Regions from separate parts of the Mus musculus genome. Here region 1 is linked to region 2. A link is a contact called in public HiChIP or PLAC-seq data. All regions are on one chromosome and are shown on one strand. Each heading gives the region's core, a stretch centred on a gene start, on an enhancer-like site or on the middle of the called end of the contact. The rest is flanking DNA. Distances are from core to core; before and after follow the strand shown.

What was found. HiChIP or PLAC-seq counts read pairs in DNA pulled down with a chosen protein or histone mark.
Region 1: an H3K27ac HiChIP or PLAC-seq map of extraembryonic endoderm stem cells shows a contact between it and region 2. The contact joins the promoter of Mrpl15 here to the enhancer-like site in region 2. A contact is called at or near these places in 5 of 39 promoter capture datasets (the HPC-7 cell line, cranial neural crest, liver and 2 more), 1 of 484 Hi-C or Micro-C datasets (embryonic fibroblasts), 3 of 115 datasets of contacts at active chromatin or transcription factors (extraembryonic endoderm stem cells, large pre-B cells and stem cell-derived neural progenitor cells) and 2 of 9 other capture datasets (liver and pancreatic islet).

Annotation. Positions count from the first base shown.
Region 1 is chr1:4,782,806-4,787,300 of GRCm38.p6, forward strand. It overlaps Mrpl15 (mitochondrial ribosomal protein L15), which reads right to left and starts at 2,921. Exons shown (of 5, transcript NM_001177658.1): 1 at 2,768-2,921; 2 at 1,146-1,300. The coding sequence starts at 2,872.
Region 2 is chr1:4,537,069-4,541,101 of GRCm38.p6, forward strand. No RefSeq gene overlaps it. Among named protein-coding and RNA genes, the nearest start is that of Gm22307, 10 kb to the left of the region's middle. Within about 2 kb of position 1,378, at least 18 of the 459 cell types and tissues checked have an H3K27ac peak or open chromatin away from gene starts, as enhancers often do. A contact at or near this core is called in extraembryonic endoderm stem cells, where this site is marked.

The DNA.
Region 1 (4,495 bases), core at 1,671-4,170, 250 kb after region 2:
TCCAGTGTTTTCCTTCATAATTTCTGATGGTCTAAAATAAATTTATAAGCACAACACAAACACATAATAAAACACCAGTGCTTCCTTTGGTCCACTAAAAAAAATTTACCTCTCTAAACATTTACTTCACTCATGGACACAAGTAACTCACAGTTTAATTCAAGATAATATCATAAGGTGCTGGAGAGATGGCTCAGCATTTAAGAGCACTGACTGCTCTTCCAATGGTCCTGAGTTCAATCCCCAGAAACCACATGGTGGCTCATAACCATCTGTAATGAGATCTGATGCCCTCTTCTGGAGTGTCTGAAGCCAGCTACAGTGTACTTACATATAATAAGTAAATAAATTTAAAAAAATAACATCATAAAATAAAAATGGTACCCACTACAATGTGCCATAAACATATTATATATGCATACATATTATATACATAATGTAATATATATATATATACATACATACATAATATATATGGGGATGTTTGTGTATATGTATCTAAATATATCTATATTTCAAATATATACCCATTTAAAAAGGTAATATACAGGCTGGTGAGATGGCTCAGTGGTTAAGAGCACCGACTGCTCTTCCAAAGGTTCCAAGTTCAAATCCCAGCAACCACATGGTGGCTCACAACCATCCGTAACGAAATCTGATGCCCTCTTCTGGAGTGTCTGAAGACAGCTATAGTGTACTTACATATAATAAATAAATGAATCTTTAAAAAAAAAAAAAGGTAATATACATGGAAATAAAAATACATATGGCAAGATACATTTACCTTTTATATATAAATATAGATACAGATATATATAGATATATATAGATATGGAAAGATACATATACATTTTTCAATTGTTAATCATCTAAGGAATTATGACAGCAAGCACTATCATCAGCATGTTGTTGGTCTGAGTAGACTCTGTACAAATGTGCTTTTCTGGGGGCATAGTCATACAGTGACACAGACAATAGAGGGTAAGTTACATTACTAAAAATTATTCAAAGCAACAGTACCATAAGTGTGTTCCTAAATAAACATAAGGTATCTACCAAATTACTTGTGTACTTCTTAGTGGAAATTACGATTTGTACTTAAAAAAAACAAAAAACAAAAAACAAAAAAAAAAAAACAACCTTACCTATGTCCTTCATTAAATCCATATTTTGGGATTCGTATGTAAAATGGAGTCTGCCCTCCCTCAAAGCCCAGCCTTGGCCGGGTTCCTCTCTGCCTTTCTCCTTTATGGCCTCTGCCACACTTCCTACCTCTTCTCCGATCTCTTGGACGTCTTTCCTACAAGAAAAAGTGAGTTTTAAGATCTTCAGATACATTTCTGAAAACTGTCTCATCTCATAGCATATTCCATATTAATGCTGTTTATCCATTGCACCAGAGGTAAAGTACCGTGTGCCAAGCCCTGCTCTAGCTGCGTGCTCATCTTTATACTCCACCAACATAGTTCTCTCAGAATGTAGCTGATCCTAGTAACCAAAATACAAGGTGAAACACAGGGCAAAGTTCTAAGGAAGGGATGGGATCCAACAGGAATAACAAGCTCTACAATAAGCTAGGTCCCTGTAGTGATTGCTATCTGCTAGGTTGAGGCAGGAGGATTCAAAGTTCAAGGCCTGCCTAAGCTACAAAAAAAGGGCAAGGCCAGCAACCCCCAATTTTCTGAGAGTCTGTCTCTGAATAAAGCATTTAAAAATCGGGAAAGGGAACCAGATGTGGTGGCGCATGCCTTTAATCCCAGCACTCGAGAGGCAGGGACAGGAGGATTTCTGAGTCCGAGGCCAGCCTGGTCTAAAAAGTGAGTTCCAGGACAGCCAGGGCTCTACAGAGAAACCCTGGGGGGGGGGGGGGGGGGGGGCGGTGAGAGGGCATCGGGAAAGGGTTTGGGATTACAGCTCAGTGGTATAGTGTGCTTGAACAAACAAGCTAAGGGCCTAAATTTAGTCTTCAGGAAAAAGCAGCTGGAACGGAAAAAGAAAATCCTAGAACTAAACAGCCAAAACGAGGCTTGAGTGACATTAAATGTTTTATTTTTAAATTAATCGTAAATATGTAATTAGATCACATATGGCTAAGGAAAACTCCAATTTTTGCTAGGGACACATTCTAATTTCCTAAATTCCTAAAAGATAAGCTCCTGGCAACTTGTCCCCCTCCACAGAATTGTAAAACTGATGTGAAATGATTAATTGCTTCGGTAAAGTTCCTCATGTAGCTGTAAGTTCCCCAGAAATAAAGTAATTGCGACCTTTCAAAGCCCTCCACCTTCTACCCCTTTAACCTGGGCCTAAGGGGAATTGTGGTTGGCTGCACTATAACATTAAAAAATTGGCTAATTACAACTGGATAGAGTCGGGTAGTCTTTCGGTGTTCTCTAACTCCGTAACATCTTTCCCTTAATTGACTTTGTCAACCGCCCCCCCCCCTAAAAAAAAAGCCGTATATTAAGTTACTGTAAAAGCCGAGCAGCCGACCCACAACAGTTTTCTAGTTGCACCCTGGGTTGCACATTGGCCAGCTGGAATGTAGAAAAAACACTGGGATTTTTATAACGACGATAGGCACTTGCTAAGCAGTTCAGTTTAAACGCAATTTTGGATGAATCGTCTGCAGTTCCCGAGTGTGTACCCTCCGCCTGCTTAGCATCCTTAACACTGGGCGCACGCGGAAGGGAGCCAGGCGCCCGCACGCGTCCATCGCCAGAGTGACGCGGCCCCTGCACTCCCCGCACCGCCGCCAAGCGTTTACCCGTTTTCTGGAGTTAGGACTGGGCTTCAGGTTGGCCAGGCTCACTCTCGGCAAGGACCGCAGCAGGTCCAGGCTGGTCCCGCAGCCGCGCGCCGTGCCAGCCATGACCCGCGGTGCTTCAAGGGCGCCCAGGAAGCGGCGTAGACTCCGCGTTGCTTTACGGCTCCGCCCGGCCCCTGTCGCGCTGCAGCGGCCGTACTGCCCCGCCCCTGTCGTGCTGCAGAGCGACCGCATCCGCGTCGGTAGGCTATGTCTTCCAGCTTCCAGGCTTGATGTCTTTTTACTTCGGGGAACTGCATCAACTTTTGTGAGATCATGCTTTATCCTCTGGCTTTGGTACCATTTTGTGAACGAAAACTGTTCTCTTCTGCCCTGTAATGACTGAACACGCTGTACGGTAAAAGTGGGGCCTCATGAAGCGAAAAGTAATCCAAAATGATGTGAACAGGTTCAAGCTTTGAGACTCTGGTAATTCAACTGTTACAGTGCCTGGCTCTAGAATTAATTGTCTAATTAGGTTCAACCTAATAGCGTGCCTTGCAGTTAACGATGGGGGGTGGGGCATACTTAGCTCCTGGGGTATGCCAGAAACTGAGTTAAAGTTAGCCTTACTAGATTCATATAAACAACCACGCTAGAAGCGAGGTGTGGTTTTATGCCTATCAGATCGACCCAGCTGTCACAGCAGATGGTATAGATAGGATTCAAAGCTAATGAACTTAAACTGCCAAACATATATTTAACTCTCCAAATTAAATGATTTTTAAAACTTGTCTTAATACAAGTAATATAGAAAACAATGTGTTCATTTTTATATTCTTTTTCCGTTCCACTGTCTTGCTGGAGAATTGCTCCTACCAAGCTCTATCAGTTATATAGTGAAGGTGAGACAATTTAATAAGCAGCTGTTTCTAACTCAAATAAACCTTTATTTTTATTTTATTGATTCATTGTGAATTTCACATCATACACTCCAGATCCACAATCCCTCCGTCCTTTTTGCCCTTGCAAACCCCCCCCCCCCCAAAATAAAAATAAAGTTTAGGAAACCTCATCGTGAAGCTGTCGTGTGTCACAGTGTGTCCTACAGTATACCCTTTTGTCCATACATTATTACTTGCAAATGTACATTGCAATGAGTCATTGGTCTGGTTCTAGGTCTCTGGCTTCTGCTACACCAATATTGGATCCTCACAGGGACTCTATTCGGTTATCCTGCTATTGTCCTAGGTCACTGAGATCCTGCAGCTCTGGATCAGCAGGACTAGCTAGCCCTTTCACATGTTCCAACAGGTTACACATAAGGTAGATATCGGGGTGAGCTACTCAAAACCATGGATTTGGGCCTGGGGCCAGAGCCTGCTGGTCATTCAACATGGAAACCACGACTTGGGGTATGAGGATGATTATAGGAAAGGCAAAAAGAAGATGGAAGAGACAGATATGGGAGGGCTACAGGTCAATACCACCACTAGCAGCAAGTTTACTTTCTCAGTGTCTTTTAAAGGCTAGCAACAGAAAGCATGACCAATTCCAGGAAGTTAAACAATGAACATGAACATTTATGTGATAAGTGTATGGTACACACTATCCATGTTTGACTAAGGCCATTTCCTTCAGGCTTGGACAGTCTCTCAAGGACATATGTAAAAGCAGAGGAACTTGGCAGGATATAATGCATGTCTTAACTAAAAGCAAAAGCATGTTAGCAGACTCATTCATGATTAA
Region 2 (4,033 bases), core at 128-2,627:
AGCTGCATGGTGCTTGGGTCCCCTCTTGTTCCTGTATCTCCTCTTCCCCAGAACTCCTAATTTGTAGTAAAGCCACCATTCTTTGGTCCTGTTTGTGCACATCTCCCCCACATCTTTGGTGCTTTCTTCCCAGTTCTCTCTTCTGATTTCCCTTTCTTTCCCAGGAATTCTTCATCCAGAGTCTCTTTTCTCCGCCTCTAAATCTTGTTTCACACTGTTAATATACAAAAGGAAGCAAATGACAGGAGTTTAAGGAACAATCTTCTGCTGTCTGTGAGAGGGAAACTTCATTTCAGCTGCATCACTAGCATCTTTCTTTGATGATTTTTGCACTTCGTGATTGGGCTATCATCCTTTGTGTCTGAAATGGAGAGAGATGAAGGTCTAGAGCTAACTCAGAGAGAAAGTGAAGGAACCCCCACCCACCCAACTAATCAAATTGCATGCCTATGAGAGGGTGTGGCCAAAGATAGTCACTGAGCAGATAGTTCAATGATCAGAGTCCAGAGAGGAATTAGACAGGCAAATAAGTACCCAGAGTACAGTGAGATATGATAAAGGCTGATATGAAGTGATTCTGGAGTTTGGGGACGGGAAAGCAAGCAAATAGCATTGTGCTTAGAGGGTGGAGGCCTCAGAAAGGAGCTGACCTTTAACAAGAGATTTGGAACAAACAAGATGCAGTAAAGATACACAGGGTGCATCCTCTGACAGTAGGGAAACAGACATTCCAAAGCCACATGGTGAGAGCAGAGTCAAAGGTGTGTCTGAGAAACAGTGAAAGTAGAAATGGTAGGAGACAGCTTAAAACAAGACAACCAAAGGATCCCAAGGAACTACAGCTGGTTAGCAGTGTAGGTGTTATCCTGCAGGTCACAAGGGGGGCTGAAAGTATTATAAATGCTCAAAGGGCAATGACAATTGTGGGGGCTCGAACAAAAACTCTGGTAAGCAATTAGGAGGAAAAAGAGGCACCAAAGATAATTTCACAAGCTTGTTTTCAAAAGCTATTGTGTTTCCTAATAAATGTGTTTCCTAATAAATACATAACAATAACATTGAGCAAAACATGCGTGTAAGTCAAAGAGTGAACTTAGGGAGGGAGAGTTCATGTGTTCAGCTGGGCACTTTCCCTTTAGGTTGCTGGCTGGGTGTCAGTCTGCATTGGGAAATGGTGGCATAAAGCCCATGAAACAAAGCCACACTTGGAAATCACTGGATATAGCTAGAGACAAAACCTTGAAGGCCCAGGGGACATGTATAAGGTAAAGGAAAAGAAAACCTAGGTCGGAGCCTTGACAGGGCAAGGGGCAAACAGAAGATTGGAAAGTCGTGAAAGTAGGAAGAGATACGGAGAGGTTTACTGTCTTCACATCAAAGGGAGAAAGGTTTTCAGGAAGGGAGTGGACAACAATGTCAGAGGCTTAAGGGTGACGGAGTAAGATAAGGAATGTAAATGTAAGGTGGACTTTGAGATCTGGAATCTGTAGGTAATCACAGGACAACCTTCAGGTAGGAGGCATGTGTGTTACGGAAAGGATGAGGTCAGTGTGGCGTCCCTGGGAGTCAAAGACCCTACACACCCTAAAAATGACGAGACCACCAAATATGTTGCTTATGTGTGTCACAACTATTCATATTAACTACATTAGAAATTGAAACAGAATATGTTTTAAAATAGCTGCTTACTTGTTCTTAAAGTAATAAATCTGAGTATGAAGAGGTGACTTAAGAGTCAAGTACACTTACTGCTTTTGAAAATAGTTTGTTTCCCAACTCCTGTCTCACAGCTGTCTATAGCTCGTGTTCTAGGGGATCTTAGATTTCTTAGCTCCCCAGGCCCTCTCATTCAAGCACACACTCCTATATACACCTTTACATACACCTAATTAAAAATAATAGCACAAAATCTGCATGTAATAAACTTCTTAATAATCTATCCATGAGAACCTCAATACAGATCTCCAGAGTCCAGAGATGTTTGTAAGCCCAGTGCTGTCAAGGAAAGGCTAAGACAAGAGCATTGCTGAGGCTTGTTGGCCACCAGCCTCTGCCCAGGTTCAGCAAGAAACTTTGATTTAAATGAGTAGAAGAACGTGGTTGATAGAGAAGGACACCCCATGTCTCACCTGTGAGGGCACATAAAAGCATGAACATCTGTGTACACAGATCACACCCATACATACCTACACACATACAGATAACAAATACATTTTAATCACCTTAAACACCATTTTTAAGTGAAAAGTATCGTTACTTTCTTGAGAACTTACGTTCTCGAGACAAACAAGTACAGTCCAGCTGGGTAGTGGAGCTGTATGCACTCAGGAGGCAGAGGCAGGCAGATCTCTGTGAGTTAGAGAACATCCTGGTCTAAAAACACAGTCCAAACCAACCAGGCCTCCATGGAAAGACCCTGTCTCAGAAAAAAACAAAACAAAACAAAACAAAAAACAATAAGATTCCACAGTCCAGTTAATAACTCTTAAATTGCCAGCCTATGTAAGGCAATTGTGCATTCCCCTTTTGCCTGCTGTGAAAACCCAGAAATTCACTTGGGTCTAGTCTGTCTATTCATAAGAAAACACTCAAAGATGAAAACACCTGAACATCCTCCTCCACAGCATGCATTACAGTGTGCGTGTAATTTATAATTTATAATAGAAACTAGCTGCCAAGGAACAGAAGCTAAGGGATTTGTGTAAGTTCATTGTTTTCAATCTCATTAGCAAGTTTCAGCTACACCTTCTGACTACAACATTAGGGCTAAGATGAAAAATAACAATTTTCATGCTCTCATGTTCAACAACTCTCTGGTCTTATAGCCATCAGGCAGAACAGGATCTCATGTAGCCAGGCTGTGTATCCAACTCACTATGTAGCTGAAGATGACCGTGAATTTCTACTTCAATCTCCCAAGAGATTTATAAGCAGAGTCAGAATAGCCAGTTTGTGGAGTCCTGGGGATTGAACCAGAACCTTGTAAATATAGGCAAATAGTCTACTAACCTAGCTATATCTTCAGCCCAACATCAGACATATTCTTGAACTTTCTAAGTGGAGTTGAAAGGATACTTAGGTATAACATTTAAAGTTCTATCTTCATAAAGAAAGCTGAGACTCAGACATGCTGGCAAGGTTTAGTCTAAATGCTGGGGTATTAGTTAGACTGGAATTTATATATAAACAATGAATGTTTCTACAGTTGTTGGGGGTATTACAGCATTTCTTCTTGGTTTTATGATGGGGTGTCTTACTGTTGTTCACATGACCTTTCTTTTCCTAAAATTAGGAGAAAATGTGGTGTGAAACAAATGTTGATACATTTGTGATGAAAATGAAAAATGGTATACCCATGTTGGAAACAATTTCTTACTATTTATTTTATTTTATATGTATGTTTTGTCTTGCATCTGTAGATGCATCACTTGCATATAGTGCCTGATGAGACCCAAAACGGTTGTTGATTGCCTGAAATGGGAGTTACAGACCGTTGTGAGCTTACATGTGGGTGCTAGGAGATAAACCCAGGTCTCTGTAAAAGCAGGGAATGTTCATATCTACTGAATCATCTCTCCAGTCCCAGAGACACATTCTTGAAAAGTTAAACATACATATAATATTCAGGCCAGAAATTCAGTCTAAGAGAAGTTAAAATACATCTACACAGATCTGCACACAAACATTCATAGCAGCTTTATTCATAGTAACTCAAACTAGAATGGATCCAAAGTTTGTTATTTAAAGTAAATAAATGGAGTGTGTATTTCTTGGAAGTAACAAGATGAGGTCAATACTTAAAATAACAAATGACTCTAAAAATATCACGCTAACTGAAAGAAGCTAGATGTAAAATGCTATACTGTATGGTAACATTTATATGAGCTTGACATACACACATGTATACACAAAGTGTGGGATACCTCCCTATGAGCTATTTTCTGGGGATGGAGATATACAGAGGCCCCTCAAACATAACAAGTTATTGCCAATGCTATTGGTTGTCCACCATAATAATTTTATTAGATCTTAT